Regions from separate parts of the Mus musculus genome. Here regions 1, 2, 3 and 4 are each linked to region 5. The links are chromatin contacts, called in public HiCAR-type, HiChIP or PLAC-seq and promoter capture Hi-C maps. All regions are on one chromosome and are shown on one strand. The core of a region is the stretch at or near the end of the contact, and the rest is flanking DNA. Distances in the headings are between cores, read along the strand shown.

Region 1 (3,382 bases), core at 365-2,864, 2.2 Mb before region 5:
TGAATTCCAGGCCAAAGGTGGTACATAATGAGACCCCATCTCAAAAACAGACAGAGAAAGGAGGAGGGCAAAGGGTAGAAAGAGGAGGGGATGTTCACAATAGGGGGAGGGGATGTTCACAATACGTGTATATATATTCTTTCCTTCTGGATGTGGATAGAACCCAGGACTTCACACATGCTAGACATTCATTCCACTTTAAGCTACATTCCCGCCCTCACATCCCCTTTTGTTTAAATCATTAATATTGATATTATTATTATTATTATTATTATTACTACATATGAGTACTGGTTGTTTTCTGTCTTTGCATGCATGTGGAGATCAGAGAACAATTTTTAGGAGTCATTTTTCTTCTTCCACCGTGAGTCCCAGGGATGGGACTCAGGTTGTCAGGTATGTGTAGCAAGCTCCTTTACCTGTGAACCATCTTGCTGGGGCTGATACCTGCTGATTGCTAAACACATGCCACCGATTATATTAATGCACTAGTATTTTATTTATTTATTTTTCGAGACAGGGTTTCTCTGTGTAGCCCTGGCTGTCCTGGAACTCACTCTGTAGAACAAGCTGGTTTCGAACTCACAGAGATCTCCCTGCTTCTGCTGGGATTAAAGATGTGTGCTGCTGCCGCAGCTGCCACCACCACCAGACACCACCAATTATTATTGTTCAATTATTATTGTATACACACTTTCTTTTCTGTCTCCTGAGCTAAGTGGGAAGGAGAGGCTTCCAACACCATCAAGCCTGAAGAACTCACCGGGTGTGGGTTCCTACCTGCTCCAATTCTGCAGGTCCCCCAGATTCAGGGACCCGGAAAAGCCACCTATCCTTTGCTTAGCTATGAGTACTGAAGTTTTAGATCAGGGAGGGAGCACATTTTCCAAGCTCACCGAGTCACACAGAATCCGTGACAAAGCTAGTGGGGAGGGGACTGCATCCTTACCCATCCCTACACCTGGAGATATCACAGACTCTCCAATTCCTCCTGAGCCTCAGTTTCCCCACCTAGACTGATTATACCCCTCTCGCCAGAATCTGCACTGGGGACCTTGCTCTTTTTCACCAGCAGGGGCGCTGCACCGGTTTGGGGAGGGTGGGGTCCCAGGGGTATAAGCAGACCTGGGATCTGGAGTTGCACCTTCTCCAACCCGGGTCAGCAGGGGCCTTCTGAGGGAGTTTAGGCGCCTGTCAATCTCAGCCTCCGGGACAGCGTGGAACTGCGCAGGCGCGGGCGGGTTCCGCACAGCGCAACAGCGGGCGCGCGCAGGAGCGAGGGATTCCCTCTGACGTAATTGCTAGGATACCAAACAAACACTGGGCCGCGCTGGCCGAGCTCCTTATATGGCTAATTGCGTCACAGGAACTCCGGGGAGGGCGGGGCGGGATCCCCTCCCGCGAAGCCCCTCAGAACGCAGCCTTGGGGACCCCCGAGACCCCCAGGGTCACACTATGGGCAGGTGGCAGGTGCACGAGGCCCTGGAGGGCGCCACAAGGAGCTCAGTCGGCGGGAAGGGAGAGTTTGGGAGGTTTGTGCATGGAGTTGCGGGTGACGCAAGCGCGGGGGCGGGTCCCGGAGGCATAAATTCAGCCCGGCAGCTCCCGGTTTCATTCATAAGACTGGAGCGGCTACGCCGGGGACACGCGGAGCCGGGGCTTGCTGGACTTGACTACTGGTGACTCTTTCTTTTTCTTCTTCTTGGAGGCCGTGAAAAATTTATATATATATATTTATATATATTTTTAAACTGGAGAGAAAGTTTTGTGGGTTTCCTTTTTGCAAGACTCTTTCTAGATCGTTCTTCCGATTCGTCCGGAGGATAGACTTTCTTTCTGTGGGCTTCTGGATCGCGCCCCTCTGCTCTCCCTCATTTCTTGGGACGCTTCGACAGGATTGGAACTGCATCTGAAGCGCACGCTGCACCGCGGCACTGCCCGGCGGGTTTCTGGGCGGGGAGCGATCCCCGCGTCGCCCCCCGTGAAACCGACAGAGCCTGGACTTTCAGGAGGTACAGCGGCGGTCTGAAGGGGATCTGGGATCTTGCAGAGGGAACTTGCATCGAAACTTGGGCAGTTCTCCGAACCGGAGACTAAGCTTCCCCGAGCAGCGCACTTTGGAGACGTGTCCGGTCTACTCCGGACTCGCATCTCATTCCACTCGGCCATAGCCTTGGCTTCCCGGCGACCTCAGCGTGGTCACAGGGGCCCCCCTGTGCCCAGGGAAATGTTTCAAGCTTTTCCCGGAGACTACGACTCCGGCTCCCGGTGTAGCTCATCACCCTCCGCCGAGTCTCAGTACCTGTCTTCGGTGGACTCCTTCGGCAGTCCACCCACCGCCGCCGCCTCCCAGGTAAGTTTTAGATCGTAAAGATTCTACTTTAGTGGTTGGGGGGGGGGGTGTTTCTTTCAGGCTAAAGTGTAGATTGAGCATCCTCTCAAATAGAGACGCGCCAAAACCCAGGATCTGGGATTGCAATAGTTCGGTTTGCACTTTGGTTTTTTGTTGTTTGCAAACTGCAAAGAATGGAGTGATGTTTGCAAAAGGTTATTTGCGCGGAGCGCGGGAAAGGAATGCAGCTGGGCAAACGTTGGCGATGCCCGGTGCAAAGTATATACCCGGTGGTTAGCAGAAGCTGAGAACTTTTAGCCGAAAGCCGGCTCCCTAAGCCGAAGCTAGGCAAGTAGGGGAAGAAAAAGAAACAAAAAATTCCAGAGAAGCTTCCAGGAGCCTCCTCCTCTTCCCTCTTCCTTCAAAACGCGGACTGCAAGTCCGCAGTCACCCTCCACCCAGCAAGAGTTAGGGCCTCGAACCCCGGTCACGCTGCCTCCGCCTCCTGCGCGGAGACGTAACGGGGGACCCGTGCGTAAAGGCTGACGCGCTGGAATCCTCCGTCTGACGCGGGGCACGCACAGCGCGCAGCGCCCCCTCCGCCCGCCCCGCCCCTGACGTCCCGGGCACGTTCTATTTTGGAACGCCGAGGCCACGTTGCTAAGGGAGGGGGCAGCGTGGCTTTGTGATTGGCTGTCGCGGCGCGAGCTTTAGCCAATCAGCGTTCCCTTCCTATTTGTAGAGCGTAGCTCCCTTCCTTGCTTTTTGTGGTTCTTCCCGTGCTGGGGGTCTCCAAGAGGGAGAGCTAGGGGATTCTTGTCGCGATCGGGGGACTCGTTGTCACCCCATGGGTCTGCGAGGACCTTGTGTGGACCTGGTCCTGTTGTCATAAGCTAGAGGCTTTTGGCTGAGTGTTAGCGCCTCTAAGGGGGAACTGAAGGCCTCATCCCTTCTCCAGGCACACATATACGTGCTCCCTGAGCTCTAGACACTCAGTCCTTCCGAGGTGTTCAAACACTAGATGAGCTAGCCTACGGAGAGGCAGCCAGG
Region 2 (3,039 bases), core at 469-2,968, 2.7 Mb before region 5:
GGTTCTGATCTCCCAAACTCCTCTTGAGTGTCAGGTGCCCCTTCATCTCCTCTTCATGAAGTCCTCCTTCAACCCTCTTCTGTCTGTTGAACACCTCCCTGCAAATCTCTGGACCCCCGTGTCAGTTTGCTCACCCTGGGATACATTTGTCTACTCTGGAGTGGACCACTGTACCTGGGTAGCTATGGGTGGCATTTTCGTGTGAGCCTCTGAGCCTTTGAGTATACATCTGGCAACCCTTTCTTGCCTGCTGTGGGGTGGGATTGAGATGTGGGACAGCCTGGACTTTTACGGTGGCTGGGAGTCACACAGAGGAGATAGATGTATCTCTGGGCGTGTAGAGCTGACAAGGGGGTCCAGAGATTTGCAGGGACTTATGTGACAGGAGAAGGTTGAAGAAAGACTTCCTGGAGAGGGGATGAAGGAGCCCCACGCAAAGGTCACTTTTCCTGGTTTCACAATTGCTTCCTGTGACAGGGAATGCTAAAACAGCTTTGAGAGCCCTGCCAAAACCTACAACATAAGCCTTTCCACTAGGACTGATGGGTAAAACCTTGGCTCACAGGGCAGCTCAACGCTGGTCACCCTCAGACTGGCCAGAGACTGGAGGGGGAGGACCCTCTCTCAGCATGACCCACAATTATACCACCCCCCATCCATAGCAGTATCCCAGGCTAGTTTCTACCCTCTGAACAGAGGCAGAACCCTCCTTCTCCAGCCCCCATCCAGCATTCTTGGGATTTTGTTCCACACTGCCTCGGCGTGTGAGGATCCTGGAGTAGACTGATCTGTGACCCCTTACTTTGACCTGTGACCCTCTCTTCCATCCCGCGGTCCTAGCAGCCTGCTCTTTCCCTCAGCCACTCACCTGCCGACGCGCCAGCCCACTTCTCCTCCCCTCCCCCCAAGGTGGGGAAGGAATGGCGGGCAGAGAAGGAAGGCGGAAGGGGGGTGACATTCCTTGGATTCCCTGGATGGGGGGAAGTGAAGGAGTCAAGGAGAGCAGAGCAGAGCAGAGGGAGGGGCACCCCATCCCCACCTCATCACCAAAGAGGCCGACCAGGACTGGGAATTGAAAACCCATTAGAGAAAAGATTGACCTGACCAGTTCCAGGCCACTGCTCAGTCAGAGGAGGGGCGCTTCCCAGCAAGGTGGCTGCCTCTAAGGGGAGGGCATCCTAGGGCACTCAGGGAAGAGCCGGTCATGCAGGAGAGACTACAAAGAGAGACCAGCACAGGCAACTAATCACATCAGGGACCGCTGGTCAAAACCGACAGTTCACAAACCAGGGCGATGGCTCACCCTTGTAATCCCAGTACTTGGGAAACTGAGGCAGAAGGCCAGCCTGAGCTACAGTGGGCCACCGACTCCAAAAAGAAAATAAACTAGGAAAAAGATTCACCTGCAGTCGAGGGCCACATGCCACCTTGGGCATGCGTGTCAAGACCCCGCAGGTGGCCAGGAAGGAAGGGAACGAGTATCTGCGCGCTTTCCCTTAGATTCCAGCTCGAGGCTTGACTGGAGGGTCGGTCCCCACGGCTGAGGAGGAGAGCCGCAGGCGTGGGTTGGATGGAGCAGCGCGCGGCGGTGCTAGCGGGTCCCCGCGCGCGCGAGGGTGGGAGGTCCTCTCAGGGCAGTGGGAGGTCTTGGCCCTGCGCCCAGCTTGGGGATGGGGTGGGCGTGGTCAGGGGCGTGGTCAGGGGCCTGGCCTCCGCTGCCAGCTTCAGGGCGGCGGAGAGCCTCGCCCGGGCTCAGTCACTGCCGCCACTGCAGGGAACATGGAACCCCCTGACGCCCGCGCAGGGCTGCTGTGGCTCACCTTCCTGCTGTCGGGCTACTCAGGTATGACTTGGGGCTGAGGGCAGAGCTGAAACTTGAGGTTGGGGCTTGTGGGGCAGGCCCCTGGAGTCCCCGAGAAGACAAGGGGAACAAGCTTCCATTTCCCCAGGGATCACAATCTAGGGATTCCCCAGTAGGGAGGAAGGCGGGAGGCCTTGGGGTGCACCCGATCTGAGAGCTAAGGATACCCTAGCTCTGGAGCAAACACATCTGAGACAGCTGTCCCTCCCCAGCTCTTTGGGAATCCTGGAGTCTAAGCCCTGCGACCCCTAATAACCTTGAGTACCTGGAATCTGGGATCTGTAGCCCCTAGTCCCTTAGACTGGAGTCCAGCCCCTCCCCTCCCCCATAGTCAAAATAGGTTCTGCTAAGATACTGAAGATTAGCATCCCGGAGCTGTTCTCTAAGTGATTAAGCTCAGAGTTTCCTCAGAGAAACGGGGGACCCTGCGGTTAAAGCACTTTCTAGAATGTTAGGGTTTCCCCAAAATTCAGAGTTTAGGCTGCCTCTAAAGGACCCGCCTCTCTCTGAAAGGGCCGGAAGAACCGAGCCTGACAGAGAAGGTGGAACAGTGTTTTCCGACTGACAGGGCCCCTTTCCTGAGGGCCCCGATAAATCCACACACCTGCATGTGGTGAAGTGGGGAGGAGAAACAGGGGCGGGGGGACACTGGGGACAGGGTGAAGAGAGATCAGGGAAGACAGGATATCTGGCTGCTTGGCTGCTCACAACCAGTCCAGAGCACCAGCTTGGCCCCCAACCAGCTCCCCTGGGACAGGCTGGGCCCAGAGGTGGGTGCCTGAGAACCAAGGCTCCTGGCACAAACGTGATATAGAGTGGGAACCCAGGAGTAGTCTGTGCCAGGTTAGGCGGGAAAGGAATGATGCCAGCCCAGAGGGTAGATTCTCAGCAAGAACCGTGCTACCTGCCAGACCCTGACAGGAATCCAAGACCCAAGTTCTCAGGTCCCTAGGACTCAGAGATCCGTGTTTCCCACATGCAGCCTGCTATACCTCGGGCAGCTAGTTGTCTAAACTTCCAGTCCTTTCTCCCTCAGGACCCAGCCTCACCTCTGCCCAGGTGACTCACCTCACCCTTTTCAAGCTTCTCTGGTAAAGAGATGGGGGGGGGGTGTTGTCAAGGGGCGGGTAGGGGGCTCTGGCGCCAAGCTGGGCAGGTCTCAGCCAGCCTGACCCTCC
Region 3 (3,114 bases), core at 406-2,905, 2.6 Mb before region 5:
ACCAACCGAGCCACATCCTCCTCATCATCATCACTTTGTTGTTGGTTTTCAATCCAGAGCTCATGGAGCCCAAGCTGGCCTCAATCTATATAACCAAGACTGTGCCTGGTCTTCCTGTCTCTACCTAACAAATGATGGTGGGATGCAGGGATGTACAACCAGGAGCAGAGCCTTACTTCTAAACGAAGAAGGAACCCCACCTCCCTGTGGGCAGACCTGGAGGTGGGGCAAGGACCACAGAAAGACATTACAGAACTAGGATCGTGAAGGAAGTCATGGAGGCCAGCCTGTTGTACAGAGTGAGTTCCAGGACAGCCAGGGCTACACAGAGGAAAACAAGAAGGAAAAAAAAAAAAAAAAAAAGAACTGAATGACTAGCAGTTTTAGAACCTTAGCTGTGTGCTTCCCGTACCCTACCTGTGGCACAGGAAGCCCTTGTTGCTAAGAGTAGGATGACACTGGAAGCACCAAGCACTGGGCAGAGTAAGGGGGAAATCTGTTACATTATTCAGATGGGCGCTTGAGGACTGAGCAGGACTCCTTTCAAGAAGCAAAAGGGTCAGGCCTGGTGCCCACAGGGACTGGAAGCTAGCTAGCGCCGAGTTGGCCCCAGAGATGTCGCAACCCAGCCAGGGTCGAGAATCTGTTCCACCCCTTTCACAACCATCCCCCTGTTGTCGTCGTCCCCACCCCCACCCCCGCCCCAACTGACACGTGGGTTGCAGGGGCACCAGGCCAGCCAACCTAGAGTCTGGGCCCCTTAGCCACCAGCTGCCAGGGGGTCACTGTCGGTCAATGACAGCTCTGGGGGAGGGGGGGAGAAGGGCCTTGGACTCTAGCCTGAGAGAAAGGATGTTGTGGAAGGAGGGGGCAGGGAGGCAAGTTTAGGGCCTGCAGGGGCCTAGGAGGCCCCACAAGACCTAAAAACGGGGGAAGGGGGGTTGTGCCAGTTAGGGGACACTATGGAGCTCTGCAAGCTAAGAGGCTCTTAGCTTCTTTGCAGTTTTGACTAGCTGAAGAGGCAACTTCTAAGGAAGGGAGATGAGGGGATGCCAAGATCCCAGAGAGCATCCGAGGAGGTCTGAGGGTGTGCAGATGCAAAGGCATTGGAGGTGAAGGGAGCCAGGGTGCAGCATCCGGGACAGAATGTGAGCTGAGGCTCCTGGTCAAGGAGAAGGTAGAGAAGAGCTAACCTGAGGATGCAGTGTGAGCTAGGGGTGAGATGGGGGTGAGGGGAGTTGTTTGTAAGACCCCCCCCCTTAAGGTGGGACAGCCTCAGAGAGAGAGTGAGTAGGCAGAGCAGCCAAGGCTGGGTGGAGATCAATGAGATTTGGAAGTGAGGATGCTGACCAGTGACGAGCCTTGGGCCTAAATAAAAAGCCTGGATGTGGGATCTGCCTCCCAGTATCGACCAGAATGACAGAAGAGAGTGGGCTGGTTGTGTTGGTGTTGGTGCATGCCTGTAATCCCAGCAACTCACTAGAGAGGCAGAGGCAGGAGCATCACAAATTCCAGGCCAGCCAAAAAGCCTATGTAAAAAAAAAAAAAAGAGAAAAAAGAAAAAAGAAAAAGTAGGTGGACACAGAGACAAGGGGGAGGCTCAGGGGGAGGGCGACCAGCTTGCTCCGCCCCCTCCCCAACCGGTTAAACCTCTGTGCAGGATCCTCCCACCGCCATGGGCCTCCTGAGAGATCCTTAGATCCAGGTTAGTGCATAGGAAAGTGTCCCCCCACTACCTACAGCTAAGGGATTGGGGTGGTGGGATCATGGTGGAGGGCGGTGGTGAATACTAGCGATGTCCCCCGCTACCCGTGCGTCTGCCTCCAGGGTGCCCCTCCAACCAGGATGAGGCTCTTCATCGCTCTTCCTGTCCTGATTGTGGTCGTAGCCATGACCTTGGAAGGTAAGAAAGAGCCTTGGAAGGTAAGAAAGAGGCTTGGAAGTGTGAAGTTGGCCTTGTGCCTGCGGCCCAGGCTTAGAAGACCCTCGAGGAGGGCTCTGAGGTCCCTTTCTGTGTCATCATTCCACTACCGCCCTCCCATCGTCCCCCATCCCACCTGCCAGGTGCCTTATTTTTGTGTCAAAGTGGGTGCTGAAGGAGGCAACTCTGTCCAGAAAAGACGCAGTAACCAATGACCTAGGATACCACCCTTTGGAATTGGCTAATCTTCCTAGAAGGGGCGGAGCGTAAAAACAAGGAGGTGAGAGGTGCAGTAAAATCAAGTGTCCAATACCCTCCCCCATGCTAATGAGTTTGCTCGCAACCCTCTCGCGGCAGGCCCAGCCCCCGCCCAGGCGGCCCCGGATTTGTCCGGAACATTGGAGAGCATACCGGATAAACTGAAGGAGTTTGGGAACACTTTGGAAGACAAGGCCCGGGCAGCCATTGAACATATCAAACAGAAGGAAATTTTGACCAAGACCCGGTTAGGACCTTTCAGGGCACGGGCGGGTGGTGTGTGTGTGTGTGCGTGCGCGCGCGCCCGTGTGTAAAAGCCCTAGCAGACAGTTCCACACTGACACAATGGGGAAACTGCACCAGAGTGTTTGACACTTTCCCTGAAGTCATAGAACTGTATCTGAAGTCATTGAACTGGATGTCAAAGTGCTCGTAGTGTGGAGACAGGCGGTGTAACTCCCAGCCAACTGTTAGAGATGTTTCCAAGTCCTAGTGAAGGGCCAAGCTAGGCGGCTGACTGGTTAGGACAGACCCTGACCCCTCCCTGTGTACTCTTGAGACAGGTCATGACTTGAGTCTCCGAGACAGAGAAAGAATGTAGGAGAGTTGGGGCAGGGGCACAGCAGAAGCTGTACAGGCCTGGGCTCTGCAGTTTACACTGGCCAAAGAGAGATTAGGGCATGCTGGGTTAAGAACTAGCCAGGCAGTGGTGGCGCACACCTTTGATCCCAGTATTCATGAGGCAGAGGCAGGCAGATCTCTTTGAGGCCAGCCTGATTGGAGCTAGTTCTAGGAAAGCCAGGGCTACACAGAGAAACCCTGTCTCAACACCACCACCACCCCCCAAAAAAAAGGGCCCAGCAAAGAACAGAAATAGGAGTTTGAGACCAGCCTGGGCTATAGGCAAGGTTCTGCCTCAAATTGAAAACAACAAC
Region 4 (3,181 bases), core at 647-3,146, 2.9 Mb before region 5:
GCCCACATTGTAGCGGCAAGAATCGACTCCTGAGGATTGTCCCCTGACCTTCACACAGGTATCAAGGCATGCATAGGCATCATGTGCACACTCACACTACACACGTGCATGCATTCATACACAGAAACTTCATTCACACACACATACACACTGCACACATACACATCAGGCAAACACTACATACATAGGCACACTCATGCACCCTCACATACACTTCATATACACTACACGTGCATACACTCATGCATACTACATACATACATACATACATACATACATACACACACAGTACAAACACATATATTCAAGCACACACACTTCATATATGTGCACACTCATATACACACTACATACATAAGCACACTCACACACATACTACATACACACACACATGCACACTTATACTAGAAACACACACTACATAAATACACTAACTCATACATACACATCCAGGCATACACATACATACATACACACATACATACATAGCAGTTTAGAATCTATCAAAATTGAAAACAGACATTAAAGAACAGCAAAAAAAAAAAAAAGTTAATAAGAAAAATGTAAAGGTTGGTGTCAGCTTCCCCAGGAATCCGACTTTTCCACCGTTTGTTTTCTTTCACTTCAGGAAGCTAACAAGCTCTGTGTGTGTGTGTGTGTGTGTGTGTGTGTGTGTGTGTGTGTGTGTGTGTGTTATGGGAAAGGACTAGAGACGCTGTATTCACAGGGCAGAAACAGGGAGGGAGAGAGAAGGGCACAGAACTTTTTCCCTTTTCGGGTGTGTGTGGGAGGTGGTTTAGTGACCTGCCAGTTTATACCACAGCAATGGGGAGATCTGGGAGAAGGGGAAGCCCACAGTCATGACAGCATGGTCAGAGAAGGAACAGAATGGTTACAGGCTCTCAGTGTGGAAATGCCACAGGACTCAAGAAACTCCAGAGATTTCCAGAAGACTTGCCCCTCAGATTCCCATTCAGAATTAACCGAGAGCAGGAACTGGGGGGGGAGGAGGTGAAGGTTGGGGAGCACAGGCCCGGCATTGCTGCATTCCAAGGTGTTGGGAGGAAGATCAGGAGTTCAAGGGTAGTCTAGAACAATCGTTCTCAACCTGCGAGCTTCAACCCCTTTGGGGAACCATATCAGATATCCCACATGTCATATTTACATTATGATATTTACATGTCCCATATTCACATTATGATTCATAACAGTAGCAAAATTACAGTTATAAGTAGCAATGAAAATGATTTTATGATTAGGGGTCACCACAGCATGAAGAACTGTATTAAAGAATCCGGGCATGGTGGCACACGCCTTTAATCCCAGCACTTGGGAGGCAGAGGCAGGCTGATTTCTGAGTTCGAGGCCAGCCTTGTCTACAAAGTGAGTTCCAGGACAGTAAAACCCTGTCTCGAAAACAAACACACAGAAACAAAAACAAACAAAGAAAAAAAGTATCGCGCACTGGGAAGATTGAGAACCACTGACCTAGAATGTGCTTCATGAGACCTTATTTCTTTTTTTAAACAGTTTCACTGTGTAACTCAGACGAGGCTGGATTTGTCTACGGTGGACCCGGCTGACACAGAACTCACAGATCTGCCTGCCTTCCAAAGTGCTGTGATTAAAGACATTTGAAGCCTAGCCCCCTGCCCCCCATTATTTTTAATTAAAAAAAAAATCCGGGATGATCTCACGTGGCCCAGGCTGGCCTTAAACCCGCTTTCAATTCTGATGATCCTCTTGCCTCCATCCTCCCCACCCGACTCAGGTGCTGGGATGACAGGTTTACAGAACACTAATCGTCAGGGTCGTTCACTCATCAACCAGCCCGGCAGACGTGCTTGGCTGTGTGCGCCTGCCCAGCAGGGGACCGCCCTCAATGGGCCGTCCCTAGGCGGCACCCGCTTAGCTGAGATTCCAGCACTTGACTTCAGGGTTTCGGAGAGATAAGGCGCTTGGCCGTTACTAACTGGACTACAAAGAGCTGGATCGGACCGGAACCACATGGCTCAACTCGCCCGAGCCACCCGCTCCCCGCTGTCATGGCTGCTGCTGCTGTTCTGCTATGCACTCCGGAAAGCGGGTAAGTAGCCCCGCGCCCCGCGCCCCGCGCCCCGCGCCCCGCGCCCCGGCCTGTGCGCACCTCGAGAGGCCCTCCCAGGCCACCCGATCCCTTCTTCCCGGCCCAAAGTCCTAGGTCTGGATTCTGGAGCAGAGATTCCAGAAAATAGGGCGTGGTGACTCACACCGGCCACCGGAGTACAGGGGAGGATGAGGTAGGAGGGTTGCCTTGAGTTCCAACGTAGCCTAGACTCGGGAATGAGAACCGGATTTGCTCCACTTCGCGCACGCTTGCGCACGCGCACACACACACACACACACGCGCGCGCGCGCGCACACACACGCACGCACGCGCGCAAAAGATGTTTTATTATTGTAAAATAAATGACTCGTACACTGAGAAAAAGTCTGGGTGACTCATGCCAGGAACCTTAACCCTAGTGGCCACACTCTCTCCAGCAAGTTAATCGTGACTGACTCAGAGTTGATTTATTAGTTCATTTTCCTTTCGCTGAGTTGGAGACTGAAGCCTCACTGGGGAATTGTAGCACAGGAGTCTACCCCTGAGCACACAGGGTGCTGAGGATAGACCCTTGGTCCTCACACAACCTAATTCGGAGCCCTGTGCTATTCCCATTGTTTCAGTGGTTGACCAGCAGCAAGTCAGGCTGGGCGCTCAGAGTGAGCTCAGAGTGACTGGAACCAAAAAACCAAACCAAACCAAACCAAAACAGGGAGGTGGTGGCTCATGCCTTTAACCCCAATAGGGGAGGCAGAGACAGGTGGAGCCCCGTACAGGGGTACCCTAGGGTCACCATGACGGGTCCTGGGTTCCCAGAACTTCACTCTGAAGTCATTATCAGACTTCTCAAGTATTCAGAAATGCCTGATACTGTATTCCCTAATGTTGAGGGCCTACTGTGTATTGGGCTAAAGGAGAGAGTCTCACATAGGGCCTAGCAGAGTGACTATTGAATGGCTCGGATTCAAACCCCACCGTATCTTGTCGTCTTATGCCTGCGTGATCCCCCTAGCAAATTCTTCTATGCCTCCATTTCTGCATATGTAAGTGGTACCTGAAGCCCAGTGTGATGGTGCTCACCCTTAATCGCAGAAT
Region 5 (3,282 bases), core at 634-3,133:
GGCTCAGTGGTAGAGCCCCTGCCTAGAATCCCCCAGTGAGGGGCTGGGGGTGTGGCTCAGTGGTAGAGCCCCTGTCTAGAATCCCCCAGTGAGGGGCTGGGGGCGTGGCTCAGTGGTAGAGCCCCTGCCTAGAATCCCCCAGTGAGGGGCTGGGGGCGTGGCTCAGTGGTAGAGCCCCTGCCTAGAATCTCAATATCACAGTGAAGAGCTGGGGATATGTATGGTTCTGGTTGAGTTTGTCCCAAATTCAATCCTCTGTGCTATAAACACAATAAAACAATAAGAAATAAATAAACCCTCTCTCCTGACAGTTACAGCAAAGTCCTCAGAGTTAATCTTCACTATACTAGTTTGGTTCATATATCTTCCCAAAACTGGTAATCACTGTGGCCAAGGAAGTCCTACAGTGATTGGCTCTGTCTGGATTTTGCCTTCTTCCCTGGAGTTGCTGATAGCATGGATATAGTCAGATTTATTCAAATAAAATCAACTGAAACTAAATGGCATGGGAGCTGGGCATAATGGTACACACCTGTAATCCACTTGGAAGGTGAAGGCAGGAGGATAGAAGTTCAAGGCCAGCTCTTGCTGGCCAGTCTTGACGGGGTTACATGAGACCCCATCTGAAAATAAAATGGAGAAGAGGAGGAAGAAAGAGGAAGGAGAAAGAAGAGGAGAAGGAAGATGGAGAAGAGAAGGCAATGGGAGGAGACAGCTTACTATTTTCCTGAGTTGAGGTGGGGAGCCATGTGGATTTTTAGAGGAGAATTTTTTTAAGTTTTTTATTACATTTTACGTGTGGTGTGTGTATGTGTGTGTGTGTGTGTGTGTGTGTGTGTGTGTGCGCGCGTGCGCGCAGATAAATCAAAGACCTTGCCTTCCACGATGTGGGGGGAGGGGGGAGGGCCTGGGGATTGAACACTGGTCTTCAGGGTTGGCAGCAAGGGCCTTAAACCTGGAGCCAACCGTCTAGCCGAGAAGAGCACTCTAAAGAGAGTGCGCAGTTATGTGTGAAAGTCCTAAGATGGAGCTTGCCCAATAACTCAAAAACAATAAATCCATTTCTGCCGCAGTGTAGAGTGTACCCAAACCTGCATACGGAAGGAACACTGCTCCTTCACCCCTGTCCTTAGTGTCCACGCCCTCTCCAGCCTACACAGGAACTTCCTTCCTCTTCCTTACCCAGCTGTACCGTCTTCCACCTGTCCATGTCACTGCGCACGTATCTCTCATCGGTTCTCTGTTCCCTTTACAAGTGGGTGTGATGAAGCTAAAGCATATTTACTTGACAGAAGCTTAATTATTCATCCGCAGGAACCTGCACAGGGAGTTAAGAGAGGCCACGGGTCAGGATGGGGTGGAGACGGGTGGACAAGGAAGATTCTGGGAGGCGGGGTCCACAGTGGGGCCACACAGTGGAGGGACATGGGGTATGGCAAAGAAAGGGGTTATGAAATACAGGTGAAGTAGAGTTCGGGGTGGAGAGAAGTGGGGACTTGGTACGTCAAGAAAAGGACAGAGCGGGAGAAAGGAGAGGGGGTTGGGAAAGGTGGGAGTGAAGGCAGAGACTGCGACAGGAACTGGGACACAGAGAACAGTGAATCAGATGGTTCAGAAGTGTACATATGGAAGTTCAGAGACTGGAGGGAAATCACGCCCGGCGGGCTCCGGACTGCCAAGGAAGTCTGGGGCAGGGGCGTGGCTGGGGGTGTGCATTACATCGGATTCCCCAACCCCTTGAAGTTCCAAGTCTTCTCCTTTAGTCCCTCCTCCTTCTCGGGAGCAACAAGCCCACCTTCCAATCAGAGCCGCGGGCTGGGCAAAGACCAGCCAATGGAGTGGCAGAGGTGGAGCTGGGGAGGGGGCTCACACAGGCAGGGGAGGGGGACGCTGGGCATCGAGGGCTCTGGAACCGCGAAGGGCGAGCCATGGCGTTGGGGCTGCAGCGCGTGAGGTACAGGGCTTCGGGGATAGGATGGTGGGGTCTGGGGGCTCTCTTTGACGGAGCTTTAAGGGAACCCCTCATCTCTGGGGTGTGGCTCAAGTTGAGGACACTGTGAGGCGCCCGATTGGGGACACATCCCGATGCACCCTCCACCTTAGAGGTTTTCAGGGTATCAGGGATTTACCCCCAGAGCTCCAGCTGTCCCGCCCCCCTCCCCTGGAACTGCTTTGGGGTTATGAGCTGCAATTTCCAGATACATCGGGTTCAATCCTCCATCTGGCTGGGGGTGAAACTCCAAGTTCCTTATGGATTGGAGGTGGTCGCGTTTGAGCAAGGAAGACTTCTTCCAAAAAAGTCTTTTCCTCCAAATCCCTGAAAGGAGTCTTCCTTGGCAGTCTAGCTCTTGTGGTGTTAATAAGGGATCCCCAAACTGGAGTTTCTAGGGAGTCCCTGAAAGACACTATTTCTGAATTCCAGGAGAGAGGTTAATTTTACCATGCCCTTTCTAACAGTCTCCCAAGCTTCAAAATGCTCTAAAATGACATGGGGATAGGGAGGTCCTCATTAGAGGCTGTGTGGGACCTAACCAAGGTCTTTTTGCCTTTCAAAGAGTGGAATGATAGCTGGGGAAGGAGATTCATGCCTGTAAACCCAGCACTTGGAAAGCTATAGGAGATTGATGCTTTCAAAGCCAGCCTGGCCTACATGGCAAGTTCCAGACCAGCTTTGGTCTACATTTTCTTGTCTCAAAAAACAGCATTAAATAAGTAGGGTCGCTCCTTTTCAGTACCAACAGAACAAATCTGAGCCACTTCCTGCGATCTGGTTCTGTGTCAATTTCATCTGCCTGGACCCAGTCTGTAATTGAGGGAGGAGGGCCCCACCCAAACCCTATTTGAGAGACATCCTTCCGAAAGATGCCCTGGCTAATCAAGGGAAGGCAGCGCCCTCCTGTGGCTGGACACAGCTGGGGTTATCCTAGGAAGAAGCGGGTTCTGTGTTCACCTTGCAACAGGTGCAGAGGCTTTGGGACCATAGCCAGTGGAGCCCATTTCGCCAGGTTGCCACGGGAGACCCCAGAAAAATTTCCTAGACTCTTGGTATTCCCTGTCTAAATTGGGGCATCCCTCAAGCCTCACCCCTGTCCCTCCTCCCTGGCTTCCGAGATCTGATTGGTTTTTCTCTACACCCAGTTTTTACCCCCTACCTCAACCCACCCAGGCTCGCCCTTTTTCTGGCCCTGTCTGGCCCATCTATTCCAACTTCTGGCCCTGAGCCCACCCGGGAACTCAGTCCCCACCCCTTCTAGGCCATCCCTGGTGCCGCTCGTGACAGCG

The links. Promoter capture Hi-C pulls out the DNA fragments that hold promoters and counts their contacts. HiCAR-type assays count read pairs that join an accessible place to other places. HiChIP or PLAC-seq counts read pairs in DNA pulled down with a chosen protein or histone mark.
Region 1: a contact with region 5 is called in an H3K27ac HiChIP or PLAC-seq map of embryonic stem cells, with 4 times the contacts expected there. The contact joins the promoter of Fosb here to the promoter of Hif3a in region 5. A contact is called at or near these places in 1 of 39 promoter capture datasets (cranial neural crest) and 2 of 115 datasets of contacts at active chromatin or transcription factors (astrocytes and embryonic stem cells).
Region 2: a contact with region 5 is called in a HiCAR-type map of astrocytes, with 10 times the contacts expected there. The contact joins the promoter of Bcam here to the promoter of Hif3a in region 5. A contact is called at or near these places in 5 of 39 promoter capture datasets (cranial neural crest, frontonasal cranial neural crest, hippocampal neurons and 2 more) and 2 of 115 datasets of contacts at active chromatin or transcription factors (astrocytes and embryonic stem cells).
Region 3: a HiCAR-type map of astrocytes shows a contact between it and region 5, with 7 times the contacts expected there. The contact joins the promoter of Apoc1 here to the promoter of Hif3a in region 5. A contact is called at or near these places in 3 of 39 promoter capture datasets (cranial neural crest, embryonic stem cells and hippocampal neurons) and 2 of 115 datasets of contacts at active chromatin or transcription factors (astrocytes and embryonic forebrain).
Region 4: a promoter capture Hi-C map of hippocampal neurons shows a contact between it and region 5, with 9 times the contacts expected there. The contact joins the promoter of Pvr here to the promoter of Hif3a in region 5. A contact is called at or near these places in 7 of 39 promoter capture datasets (cranial neural crest, embryonic stem cells, hippocampal neurons and 3 more), 2 of 115 datasets of contacts at active chromatin or transcription factors (astrocytes and large pre-B cells) and 1 of 9 other capture datasets (liver).

Annotation. Positions count from the first base shown.
Region 1 is chr7:19,308,277-19,311,658 of GRCm38.p6, reverse strand. Fosb (FBJ osteosarcoma oncogene B) reads left to right here and starts at 1,614. Exons shown (of 4, transcript NM_008036.2): 1 at 1,614-2,353. The coding sequence starts at 2,228.
Region 2 is chr7:19,769,211-19,772,249 of GRCm38.p6, reverse strand. Bcam (basal cell adhesion molecule) reads left to right here and starts at 1,718. Exons shown (of 15, transcript NM_020486.2): 1 at 1,718-1,843. The coding sequence starts at 1,780.
Region 3 is chr7:19,691,200-19,694,313 of GRCm38.p6, reverse strand. Apoc1 (apolipoprotein C-I) reads left to right here and starts at 1,655. Exons shown (of 4, transcript NM_001110009.2): 1 at 1,655-1,705; 2 at 1,828-1,903; 3 at 2,279-2,426. The coding sequence starts at 1,846.
Region 4 is chr7:19,919,858-19,923,038 of GRCm38.p6, reverse strand. Pvr (poliovirus receptor) reads left to right here and starts at 1,896. Exons shown (of 8, transcript NM_027514.2): 1 at 1,896-2,086. The coding sequence starts at 2,008.
Region 5 is chr7:17,061,028-17,064,309 of GRCm38.p6, reverse strand. It overlaps Hif3a (hypoxia inducible factor 3, alpha subunit), which reads left to right and starts at 1,883. Exons shown (of 15, transcript NM_001162950.1): 1 at 1,883-1,954. The coding sequence starts at 1,929.